Regions from separate parts of the Hordeum vulgare genome. Here region 2 is linked to region 1. The links are chromatin contacts, called in public Hi-C maps. All regions are on one chromosome and are shown on one strand. Each heading gives the region's core, a stretch centred on a gene start, on an enhancer-like site or on the middle of the called end of the contact. The rest is flanking DNA. Distances are from core to core; before and after follow the strand shown. Region 1 holds the start of LOC123412098 (beta-1,2-xylosyltransferease XAX1-like). Region 2 holds the start of LOC123412225 (beta-1,2-xylosyltransferase XYXT1-like).

Region 1 (6,064 bases), core at 765-3,264:
GAGTGTATGCGCGTATATATGAGCGATTGCGTGTGTAGTGTGTTCAAAAAAGTTGTCATAGAGTTTACATTAAAATTGTCATGATATGTTTCATCTATTTTTTTTCTAGATATAAAGTTGTTGTTGTTTTTTCAACTGCTTTTTGTTGCAAAATTTATTAATTGACCATGACTATTTTTTAGTAATTAACCACGGCAAATAATTCATGAATCATGGCGATGTTTAGTAATTCATCATGACAAATTTAGTTTATAGATCATGAGAAATTTAGTTTATGGATCATGCCAATTTTAGTATTTTGGACCATGACAATCCTAATTTTTTTATGAAGGAAACCATTTTTTGTATGAACCTTAGCAAATTTTAGTGCATGTATCATCATAAATTTAAGTAATTCATCATGTCAATTTTAGTTTATGGTTCATGACAAACTTGAGTCATTAACCATGCATTTTAAAGTAATTAATGATGGGTTTCTTTTTAATTACATGTCAAAATTATTTCATGAATCATGACAAATTTTTGTAATTCAGTGTGACAAGTTTAGTTTTTTAATTCTCCATTTTATAGCATGTCAAATACTTTAAACATAGAAAAAATTAGCTGAAGCATATCATGGCAACCATACTGTAAACACCAGGCAATTTATATGCAATACACATGACAATTGTTAACCCAACAAAAAGTCAACGAAACATATTGATATGAGACCTAGTTTCAAATATTTCGTAGCTACGGATTTAATGTTAAAAATGGATTTTCAATTAGATTTTTCTTTGGTGAGGTACAACTTTTTAAAAATAAAAAATCCGAAAGATTTAAGTTGACATCATCAGTTCCGTCATTTATGCATGCATGCGATGATGTGGTGCAATATGTGATCATTGGGCGTGTAATTGGATGTTGCTCCCAATGCACGTATGGTGGTTATCGATGTCCTAAAAATAATGTTCAAGTTAAAAAGTACTTACACGTAAAGAAAATTGAAATGTTTTTTCCTGATGATTTCAATATTTCATTATTAGACCGCTGAAAAAAAACTTACTAAACACACATGATTAACTGCATTAGTTATTGATTGCATGGCTAGTTAATTGTATGAATGGCCTAGCTTTCAAATTGATTTCAATATGAATCTTTTTCTATTTAAACAAACCTAATTAACTGCACGCATGGTTAATTATATACTTTTGAATTCTAAATTAATTTGATGCTTGATATTTAATTATTATTTTTATTAATGACTGTAATGGTCAAATCAAAGGATGCATCGACTCCCTCTTAATAGTAAACATTTGCCCAGAAGACTTCTAATCTCGCGAATAAATTATGTAAAGTCTAAGGGAGTCCGACTGGTCCATTCGGCCCATCGTTAGTCGGACCACACCTCTCCACAACTCACGTCTCTCAATTCGTCCGGCATTAGTCGAGACGCAGTGTTGTGTTCAGTTAGGGCAAACTCTTCTACTCAGTAGTTTTTGTTTGGTTGTTGGTGGCTGTATTTGCACATGCCCAGCTGCTGAGTTCGCGTTACGTTTATTGTCGCAGCGAGCGATAGTGTTTTTGTACTTACAATTTTGCATTCCATAAAGTTATGGTATGCGTAGGCGTACTTTCATAAGAAGAAGAAAAAAAGTATGGCAGATGTCGTCGGACACGCCCGAACATGTTGAGAGACATTTGAGGGTGTTGGTTTCGCAGATAACGTGAGAGATGCCGTAAACACTGCCTATCCGACGGAATCCACGCCTTCCCTCCCACGAGCGACCAAGCGTCCCTGTGCAACGGGGGAGTATGGAATGGAAGCAATCAACCAATGGAGAATGGATGGATACCTTCCCACGTCCAACGGACTGGTTCCACGATTCCACAAGTCCCTGTCCCGGCCGAACCACCATTCATCATCAAGGAAAAAAATAATGAAACCAGAACATGACAACTCAATAATCAAGAACGCCCCCCTGCTGCCCACGACGGGATTAGGTGCCAAGTCCAAATTATTCTTCACACAACTTGCGGACGAGTCAAAGCAAGGAATCGGTGAGGAAGCAAGCAAGCCGCCTCCCCCGCCGCGCCAAACTAGTCTAGTAGTAGTAACCCCAACGAACAAAACGAATTATGCCACTGCTTGCAGGAAGAGTCGGTCCAATCATCCGCTACATGTTACCATCACCCCGGCCCGTATGCAGCGCTGCCGATCCAATAGGCTTTTTTAGAAGCGAAAAGAAAGTCGCGGTTCGGTGGCGATCGATCGGCCGGCCGATATATCGGGGGGCGCCTGGCCTCGTGGTGTGATTGTTTTGTTTCTTCTCTTGCGCTGTCCGGCCGGGGGAATCGGTCGTGGGTCGTGGCCGTGTCTTGTGTCTGGGGGTGGGTGATCTTCCATGGCGTCCACGGCGTACGCGCGCGGGTCAAAGCCGCCGGCCGGCCCCGGCGAGCGGAGGCAGCCGCGGCTGGCCAAGGAGCTGAGCAGGATCGAGCCTAAGAAGCTCGGGATTGGGCTCGTCGCCGGCTGCTGCCTCGCCCTCCTCACCTACATCTCCTTCGCCCGCCTCTTCGCCATCTACTCCCCGGTCTTCGGTGAGCGCCTCCGATCCACTTCTTCATCTTCGCGCAAGAATCGTTTCTTAGTAGATGTTTGTTTGGGTTTCCAAGCTTGCTGATTGATTTGAAAACAAAAAATTGTCGCTGCTGCAGAGAGCACGTCCATGGTGATGAAGAACGCCCCGCCCGCGTCCACGGCGGTGCCCAGCACGGAGCAGGCCGTGCCGGTGCAGAAGAAGGTCGAAGTCGAGGAGCAGAAAGATCTGGGTGGAGGCGACGCGGAGCCGAAGGAGCCCGGCTTTCCACAAGAAACAAAGATCGATGAAAAGGCGGAGACCCCAGCGGAGACAGAAAGCACCGAAAAAGAGGAGACCGCGGTAACCAAACCAGGTGAGTTCTTTTCCATTTCTTTCCCTGTCTCTACCTGAATCCGGCTGGGATCTTAAATCAAATGGAAACAGAGATCTTGCCTTTAATAGATGATGATTCCCCAAAGAGCTTAGCTTTAATCCCCTCGATACAGTACTAATCTAGTTCATTTACGAATAGTACTTGGTATACTTTTAGTCTGAACTTATGATCCGTATTTTGGTCAGACGGTGGCGATAAAACAGAAGAGGCCAAGGCCAAGATGACCTGCGACGAGAACGCCGTCGACGAGGGCTTCCCCTACGCGCGCCCGTCCGTCTGCGAGCTCACGGGCGACGTCCGGGTCAGCCCAAAGGAGAAGACCATGTTCTTCATCAACCCGGCCGGCGCCGGCCCGTTCGACGACAACGGGGAGAAGAAGATCCGGCCGTACGCCCGCAAGGACACCTTCCTGCTCCCGGGCGTCGTGGAGGTCACCATCAAGTCCGTGGCGTCGCCGGTCTCGGCGCCCGCGTGCGCCCGGCGCCACGACGTCCCCGCGGTGGTCTTCTCCACGGCCGGCTACACCGACAACTTCTTCCACGACAACACGGACGTGATGATCCCGCTCTTCCTCTCCACGGCGCACTTCGCCGGCGAGGTGCAGCTCCTCATCACCAACTTCAAGCCGTGGTGGGTCAAGAAATTCGCGCCGCTGCTCAAGAAGCTGTCCAACTATGAGGTGATCAACTTCGACAAGGAGGAGGAGGTGCACTGCTTCCCCGGCGGGCAGCTCGGGCTATACCGCGACCGCGACCTCATCATCGCCCCGCACGCGACCCGCAACCCGCACAACTACACCATGGTGGACTACAACCGGTTCCTCCGCCGCGCGTTCGGCCTGCCGCGGGACGTCCCCGCGGTGCTCGGCGAGAAGACGACCGTCAGGCCCAAGATGCTCATGATCGAGCGCAAGGGCACGCGCAAGCTGCTCAACCTGCCCGCCGTCCGTGCCCTCTGCGAGCAGCTCGGCTTCGAGGTGACCGTGGCGGAGGCCGGCGCGGACGTGCGTGCGTTCGCCGAGACCGTCAACGCCGCCGACGTGCTCCTGGCCGTGCACGGCGCCGGGCTGACCAACCAGATCTTCCTGCCCACGGGCGCCGTGCTGGTGCAGATCGTGCCGTGGGGCAAGATGGACTGGATGGCCACCAACTTCTACGGGCAGCCGGCGCGCGACATGCAGCTCCGGTACGTCGAGTACTACGTGTCCGAGGAGGAGACGACTCTCAAGGACAAGTACTCCCGAGACCACTACGTGTTCAAGAACCCCATGCAGATCCACGCGCAGGGATGGCCGGCGCTCGCAGAGATCGTCATGAAGCAGGATGTCATGGTCAATGTCACCAGATTCAAGCCGTTTCTCCTCAAGGCGCTGGACCAGCTGCAGGATTGATTAGAGCGTTTGTCTTGGGTTATTTGGTTACTTGGTTTGTTGGGGTATAGCTGATGAGTTCTCATTTTGTAAGTTCAAATCAAAGTTACTTAATTGATTTCATTTCTGGTGTATACATACTACAGACGAGTTACTAGTAGTACATTGCTGACCAGAGCACTGAAGATATACTACCTGTACTGAACTGGGAACAGCATATACATACTGATGAAGTGATGAAACTGTCGCTTGTCTCTGAATGAGTAAACTAACTGTCGCTTGTCTCTGAATGAGTAAACTAATTGAGTGCTTTTTTATTTTAAAAGTGAGCTGTCCACTCATATGCTTCGGACCAAGCACGTTTTGCTCCAAACGGGGTGCCACAATCTCGAGGGACGGCACATAGCCCAAGTACTCTTGCAATATTTTACCAACAAAGACGACTGGATACCCGTCCAATAAAAAGCAGCTGGATAATAGTATCAACTTGTGCAACTAATAATGCATCAATCAATGGATATTGCACATCGTTGATACAGTCAGGGAATGGTGACACGCTGCCTAGAAACATTATTGATGCCCCTCGCAAAAAAAAAGTATTATTGATGCGTCCCGTGCAGATTCTCGTGACGGCAAAGGCTTGAAGATCACGGCTTCTTTCTTCGGGATGCACATCAACAAAGAGGATTAACAGGGTCTCACGAAAGGGTGCGACAGGGGGAACACATATCCATTGATTATTTGAAATTTGGTATATGTCCTGGACGGGTCTACTCTAACCACATATATGACCTCCGCATACCCATTACAAATACATGTCATTTAACATACAAGCATGGTTTTTAGATTTTTATTTGACCGCTAACTTTTGCTACATTATATACCAAACGAATTAAACTGTGAACATACTTTGAAAAACGCTTGGCTTCCACGAGCGGATCTCTCGTGCGAGCATCCACCGGTTAGTCCATGTGACGCGTCGAACGTCATTTTGCTTTCTTTCGTTTAACGTGGCCGCTACTCACTGTCTGTTACGATGAGTTTCTGTTGTAAGGTCTTTGTTGGAAAAAAAATGTAACAAGACTTTTGTTATAGAAAAAAAATTACAACGAGACCTCCGTTGCAAATAAATAAATTCAAAAACTTCACCTATGTTGCAAGAATTTTTGTAACATGACCCGTGTTGCGGAAATTTCCTACAACACGTTCTATGTTGCAATGGTAAAACAAGACACTTGGTCGCTCAATCGGTCGGATCTAACGGCTCGCGAGGCGACGAATCTTTTCAAAAAATCCGTCGACGATCGCGTAGCGGCGTTCATATACTTTTCGAGACGGATCTCAACATATGATTTAGAAGGTCTCAATCAAAGTATTTTTCACTCCCAAAAAAAAACTAAACATTTGAAATAATATTTACGGTCAAAGTTTTAAATCTTTCACACTTAAGACATGCCAAGAACGAAATGTATTTGTAGTATACTGGTATGAAGATAGTAGCGAAAATCTTATCTACTTGACCGGCTAAATCAACAACAACATAAAACACTAGTAGAATGATTATTTTCGCTTCGTTGTTCTGCCAGACTGCAAAATCTAGAAGTTCTTTTAATGGGAATAACCGTGGGTGTCCATTGAAAGAAAAAGAAAAGAAAAAATATACTCTAAAATGATATTGAATTCTGCTGTACCCACTTTTATAATTTAGCACACAAATATGCATTTTTGTGTTTGAAAATT
Region 2 (5,751 bases), core at 1,825-4,324, 500 kb after region 1:
ACTGGTCCTTGATGGCCCATTCCTGGCCGTCGGCCCGACGCTCGCCGGCGGGCGGCACATACAGGACGGTACGGTTGCCGCCGATGGCCCGGGCGTCGCCGGAGATCTCGCAGATGTCATACCTGGGGTCGGACAGGTCGCAGACGGGCTTGGGCGGGGCACCTGCATGCATGCGCGGCCGACGTTTTACCGTCTCACTGATTCAGATCACGAATATTGACTGCATATAGGAATGGAAGTGAAATTTTCTGGTAACTAACCCAGCTGCTTGACGTTGCTCTCATTCTTGTCGCCGTCTTGACCTAGCTCCTGCCGGATGAGCTCTTCCTCCATCCTGTCACTAGCATCATTTACCGTCTGGCCTGACTGGCCTGTCCTATTCGCTTGCACGCTATCTGAATTGATTAAATCACAGCCAGTCAATCATCAGTAAATCAACCTCAAGAGAGACTAGAGAGTACTCAATCAACAAAATAATTACAGTATGCCAACAAGGACGAGTTAGGCAGTGAAAGGTCGAAGTATTACCTGCAGTCTTGTTGTTCATGTCGGTTCCAGGTGCTACGTTCTTGTCTCGGATGCGTACTTCTCCCGTCGTCTTGGCTGCCTCGTCCTTCTTGCCTTTTTCCATGTCACGTACCGCAGCTGTCAATGTTAGGTATACATCAACAAAAGCAAATGCAAATTACGCAGAATTACGTGGCCTTAGATATTCGAGTACACTATATATAAAGCATGCTATCGAAGCAAGAATTGCTTCGCCGACTGCGGCTGTCAAGTGTAATCACTTGAATAAACGTTACATATATGTACCAACTTGCTATATTTTCTTAATTTCAAAAAAAAAACTTGCTATATTTTCAAACGTAGCTTGGTGTAACAAAGAGTTGAAGTAGATACATGCATGTGTGCGCACACAAAACCGCCTAACAATCAACTAGTAACAAGTAGTCAAGTATGCACACGCGCTCTCTCTAAGAAAAGTAGGTACGTATAATCGTATTCCCTCTCTAAAAGCGTACAGTACTATGATCCTTCCTACACATACTATGTGCTACCATTTTTTATTTGAAGCTATACTATGTGCTACCTAATCCCCGTGCTACACGTAGACACACATCCCCATCGTTTACTATTAGGCCATTATTAAGCCGCTGATCACGACGCGGCACCCTGACGTATCTACGTACATGTGCGCGCCGTGGGCCAAGCGCAGTTCGGTTTCGCCATTTGTCAGGACCCGATGCTCAGCACAGTTTGTTTACCCCAAAAAACAAACTCCAGAGCACACTAACAACGACTTCACAACATTTGATTATAGTTAACAGGGTAGCGATGATTGCGCTAAATCAGAATGTAAAGATACGTCACCGGACGCGTAGTCGTAATATACCTTGGGTGGAAATATTATTTGGCGCCGACGACGTTGGTGTCGACGCTGGAGGAGGAGGGGAAGTCCTGGCATTCTGTTCGGCCGGCGTGGACCGCAGGGCGACTGCAAGAACGTAGATATACAGGCAAAATTAGCTGGTTGTGTTGTATGGTAAGCGTGACAACCTGGAGATATCAAGCACATGCTTTGACATTCCACATGCATACTACTCCCTCCGTTTTTGAATATAAAGCTTTTTAAAGGTTTCACAAGGGATTACATACCAATGCATATATATAAAGTTATAAAAATATTTTGAAATATAGATTTACGTAGTCTTCTAATGAAATGTCTAAAAAAACTTATATTTAAAAATGGAGGAAGTAGAATAGCTAGTACACCCTCCGTTCACAAATATAAGAATTTTTTCTCCCTAAATTGAATTAGATATATAGAGGCGTTTTAGTGTGTTTCTTCACTCATTTCAGTCCGTATATAGTTTATATTAAAATATTCAAAACAACGTATATTTATGAACGGAGGAAGTATGGTCAAAATTTGCAAATAATGTAAATATATATGCGTTACATATTTTGATATGTGTGTGGTCCCGTTACGAGTCTGCCAGAAATACTATTGAGTGATTCTTCTAGTATAATTTAGTGTAGTTGGTGAGTATGGATTTGGAGCGGATTGCAGGGGAGGTGACAATTAATTGTCGAGGAAATGTGGCTTGGCTATATCTATATGTAGTGGTAGAACAATTAATGCAGCACAATAATTTGGATGGAAACTATGGTTGCATACGTATCGTTTGAATACTTCCGAGGAAGAAGCGTCATTCTCCTGAAAAAGAAAGGTGACTGGTTTTCCACTGTTTTCTTAATTTTGTAGAGCAGAACAAGTCATGAAGGAGAATTCCATACGTCACCGAGTCTCCCATTGGGGTCAAGGGAAGCAAAAAGAGGAGGATATAGCCGGGTTTGGCCATCAAGTTGTGAACAGAAATCTGATGCAATATTCTTCAACTATAGTGGAGTACATAAAGTATACGCAAAAAAAAAAAAAAAAAGTGGAGTACGTAAAGGAAGCAGTAAAAAGTGTACGCTCTAGTATGACCAGGGTGTCTATGCAAAAAAAAAAGTATGACCAGGGTGAAGAGAAACGTCGAGGACGTTACCCCGGTAAATAAGCATGGAGAACCGCATGCAGGTAACTTGTATAGGAGTAGAACGAAGGTTGCTACTGCTACTAACCGATGGTGTTGGTCGTCCCGAACTGGCCGGACGCCGTGGTGTAGAGCACGAGGATGACGAAGAAGCCGAAGAGGAAGCCGACGACGGCGCGGTGGTGCTGGGACAGCGTCCTCGCCACGCCCTTCACCGACGGCGCCCCGGCCGTCGACGACGACGACGAAGGGTCGGCGGTCATGCTGCCGTCGAAGCGCTCGCGACGATCGTTTCCCTCCCTCCCTCCCGCTCTGCCTTCTTTCGTCTGTGTGCAAGAGGCTCGCCTTACGCGACGGGTAATGTCTGCGCCGCGGACGTATTTATGCAGGAAGCCAGGCAGAGGGTGGCGATTTCCATGTGGTTCTAACTGGCTTGAGTAGCACCTAAAAAAAAACTAGTCTGATTATTCCACGGAACGTGCCGCTGGCGGCGAGAGGGGGCATCAAACCTGACTATCATGCGTTGCTGCCTTGCTGGCTAGCTAGCTAGCTCTCCCATTCTGCACGTCACGTCTCCCAGCGGGCGGTGGACCTCGACACTGCAGCAGCCTATCAACGGCCCCGGTTTGCAGTTCATTGGCCCTTGTTTGTTACTGACTCGTAGTATGATACTCCGCTTCTGTTTCCGGGGTAACAGCAGTGCCCGCGGACAGGTCATGTTCAAGAACTGTTGGTATGACAGCAGACGGGTTTGCTAAGCATAAGGTCGACCGGTTTTTGTTTGTATCCCAGTCGGCCTCGTTGACTGTCCGCTGCGCTTGGTTCGTGTGGAGTAATGCTTCGTCTGCAGAGAGTTCCTCTCACGGATTGGGTTTACGGAATGTGGTGTCTGGGTCATGGTGAACAAACTTGCTAATTCTATACGGTTAGAGCGAACTCTTTCCTTCAGACTTCTTCAACGAGCTTGTGGATTCGCCTCCCTTCTACCTGTCCCTCCGACGGTCGACGATGGAGAAGGAACAAATCCCGATGCGATGCTCAGGCGGATGGCGACGCTTCATCTCTGAGTTATTTTTCCTGGGCTACAATCCTTCTCGAGTTACGTATGTTTGAGTTTCTAGGTAGATTTCTGTCGTTTTTTTAATTTCAGTGATGAGTTATGGTTTTTCATTGTGTGGCGAGATTTGATGTAAGCTTCATATCTATGCAAGGGTCATGACGACGACTGCAGCTTAAGGGCGCTACTCCTTAGGGACACGTGCATGGAGACTTTTCAGATGTCATCGACCGGGTCAAGCTGGCTCATGTAAGGAAGCGGGAACAACGAAACCTCGGTTGTTTGTTACGGCGATAGTAGTGATTGTTTGATGGTCTCAAAATCTCGATATAATTTTTAATATGTTTGAGATGCTTTATACTTTCGATGAATTTTTATAATAGATTTTGTTTAGAAAATAGAAAGAGAGACAGTAAAAATTAGGCAACATTTTTTCTCAACCGCTTCTCCTCGGCCACAAGGACTCCCTTAATGAGTTGGCCCACCACGTAGGAGCCCTCGCTTTTTTTTTCTTATTGCCTTTGTCTATTTTTGTTATTTTACTTTTATTTACATTTGTGGAATGAAAACATTATATTAACAAATAAGAAATGTTTCATGGCCTGTTAAAAACATATTTCTATGGCTTATAAATATAAATATATATATCATTCAAAAACATGTTTGAAATGTTCACGCATTTCAAAAAATGCCATGCATTTTTAGTAAGTGTTTGTGCAATGTGAAAACATATTCATGTATTTAAAAATGTTTACAAATTCCAAAACATGTTCATCCCATTTATAAAAATTATACTTCACCAGCGCTCGTTACTTTTCATAAAAACTGGAAAAAGTTCATTGATTTGATGAAAGTTCACGGATTTTTAAAATAGTTCACGAATTTAAAAATAGAAAAAAAGAACAACAAAAGGAAAAATATAAAAAGGAATGAAAAGGAAAGGAAAAAGGAAAGAAAATGGAAATAAGTAGGAAAACAAATAGAAAAATTTAAAAGGAAAAATAAAATAAATGAAAATTAAAAGAAAGAAAATAAATAAAATGGAAATGGAAATGGATGTAAAATAAAAAGCTACAAACGGAGAAAGTTCCCATGTAATGTGTGCTATATCAGGTGTTATATAAGTTAACCGAGAACACCAGAGGTTTCTGGTTTGAATCCCATCGCACACAATTTCATTTTCGCGATTCAGAAATAAAAATAATAATATTTGGCAAAATGGTTTACAGTGGGCACTGAAACACCAAATAGAGGGAATACCCTATTCATCACATTATGCGGCGAGATATCTAGGCGCCGCACACACCCGATTCTATTCGGCCGGTCCAGCTCGCTTAGTCACCGATTTTGAAGGTTCCCTGAACTGGTTTGTTTTGGTTATTTTACCCTTTTTTCGTTTTTCTGTTTCTTTTTCTTCTTTTTCTTATTTTCTTATTGTGTTTTGTTATTTTTCCTTTTTTCAAGTTTATTTTATATTTTTAAAAATAAGTTCAAGTTTGAATTTTTTTTCCTTGCTTTTAGAAAATGATCTACATTTCAAATGATTTCCATTTAAAAAAATATTCATGACTTCAAAAAATGTTCGGGATTTTGAAAACTTGTTCAATTACTTTCAAACAATGTACAACATATTCAAAAAATGTTATTGTTTTTTTTTCGTTTTTAACACTGTCTTTCAAATAATATTTTCTATTTCCCTTTTCCTATTCCTTTTGTTTAACATTTTCTAATTTTTGTTTTGAATTTCAAAAAATATTCTCGTGTTATGAGATTTTTTAAAATATAGATTTCAATGCTCGTGCTTTAAAAAATAATTAGGAATTTCAAAAAATATTCTTGCTTTTATAATGAGTTCATATTTTAAAAAATGTTAGTGTTTCAAAAATGGTTCTCTCATTCAAAAAATGTACAATTTTTCTAAATTATCCATATTTTGAAAGAAATTCATGTATTTAAGAACATGTTTTTCGTTTTTCAGCAAAAAAATCATGATTTAATAAAAATATTTGTGTTTCAATTTTTTTATCTTTTTGAAAAAATAACCACGATTTTCACAAAATGTTTGTGTTTAAAAAGTTAGTCTCACTCTCTAAATTTGTTCAAAATTTTCATAAAAATGTTTGTGTTTCAAAAAGTGTCCAGGAATTATATTAA

Evidence for each region. Hi-C and Micro-C count contacts between places; a contact is called where the count stands out from the background.
Region 2: a Hi-C map of seedling shows a contact between it and region 1, with 6 times the contacts expected there. The contact joins the promoter of LOC123412225 here to the promoter of LOC123412098 in region 1. A contact is called at or near these places in 3 of 6 Hi-C or Micro-C datasets (leaf and seedling).

Annotation. Positions count from the first base shown.
Region 1 is chr7H:158,141,390-158,147,453 of MorexV3_pseudomolecules_assembly, forward strand. It overlaps LOC123412098 (beta-1,2-xylosyltransferease XAX1-like), which reads left to right and starts at 2,015. Exons shown (of 3, transcript XM_045105046.1): 1 at 2,015-2,580; 2 at 2,698-2,934; 3 at 3,141-4,460. The coding sequence starts at 2,385. The coding sequence ends at 4,345.
Region 2 is chr7H:158,645,149-158,650,899 of MorexV3_pseudomolecules_assembly, forward strand. It overlaps LOC123412225 (beta-1,2-xylosyltransferase XYXT1-like), which reads right to left and starts at 3,075. Exons shown (of 6, transcript XM_045105166.1): 1 at 3,050-3,075; 2 at 2,629-2,984; 3 at 1,394-1,495; 4 at 529-621; 5 at 261-395; 6 at 1-162. The coding sequence starts at 3,060.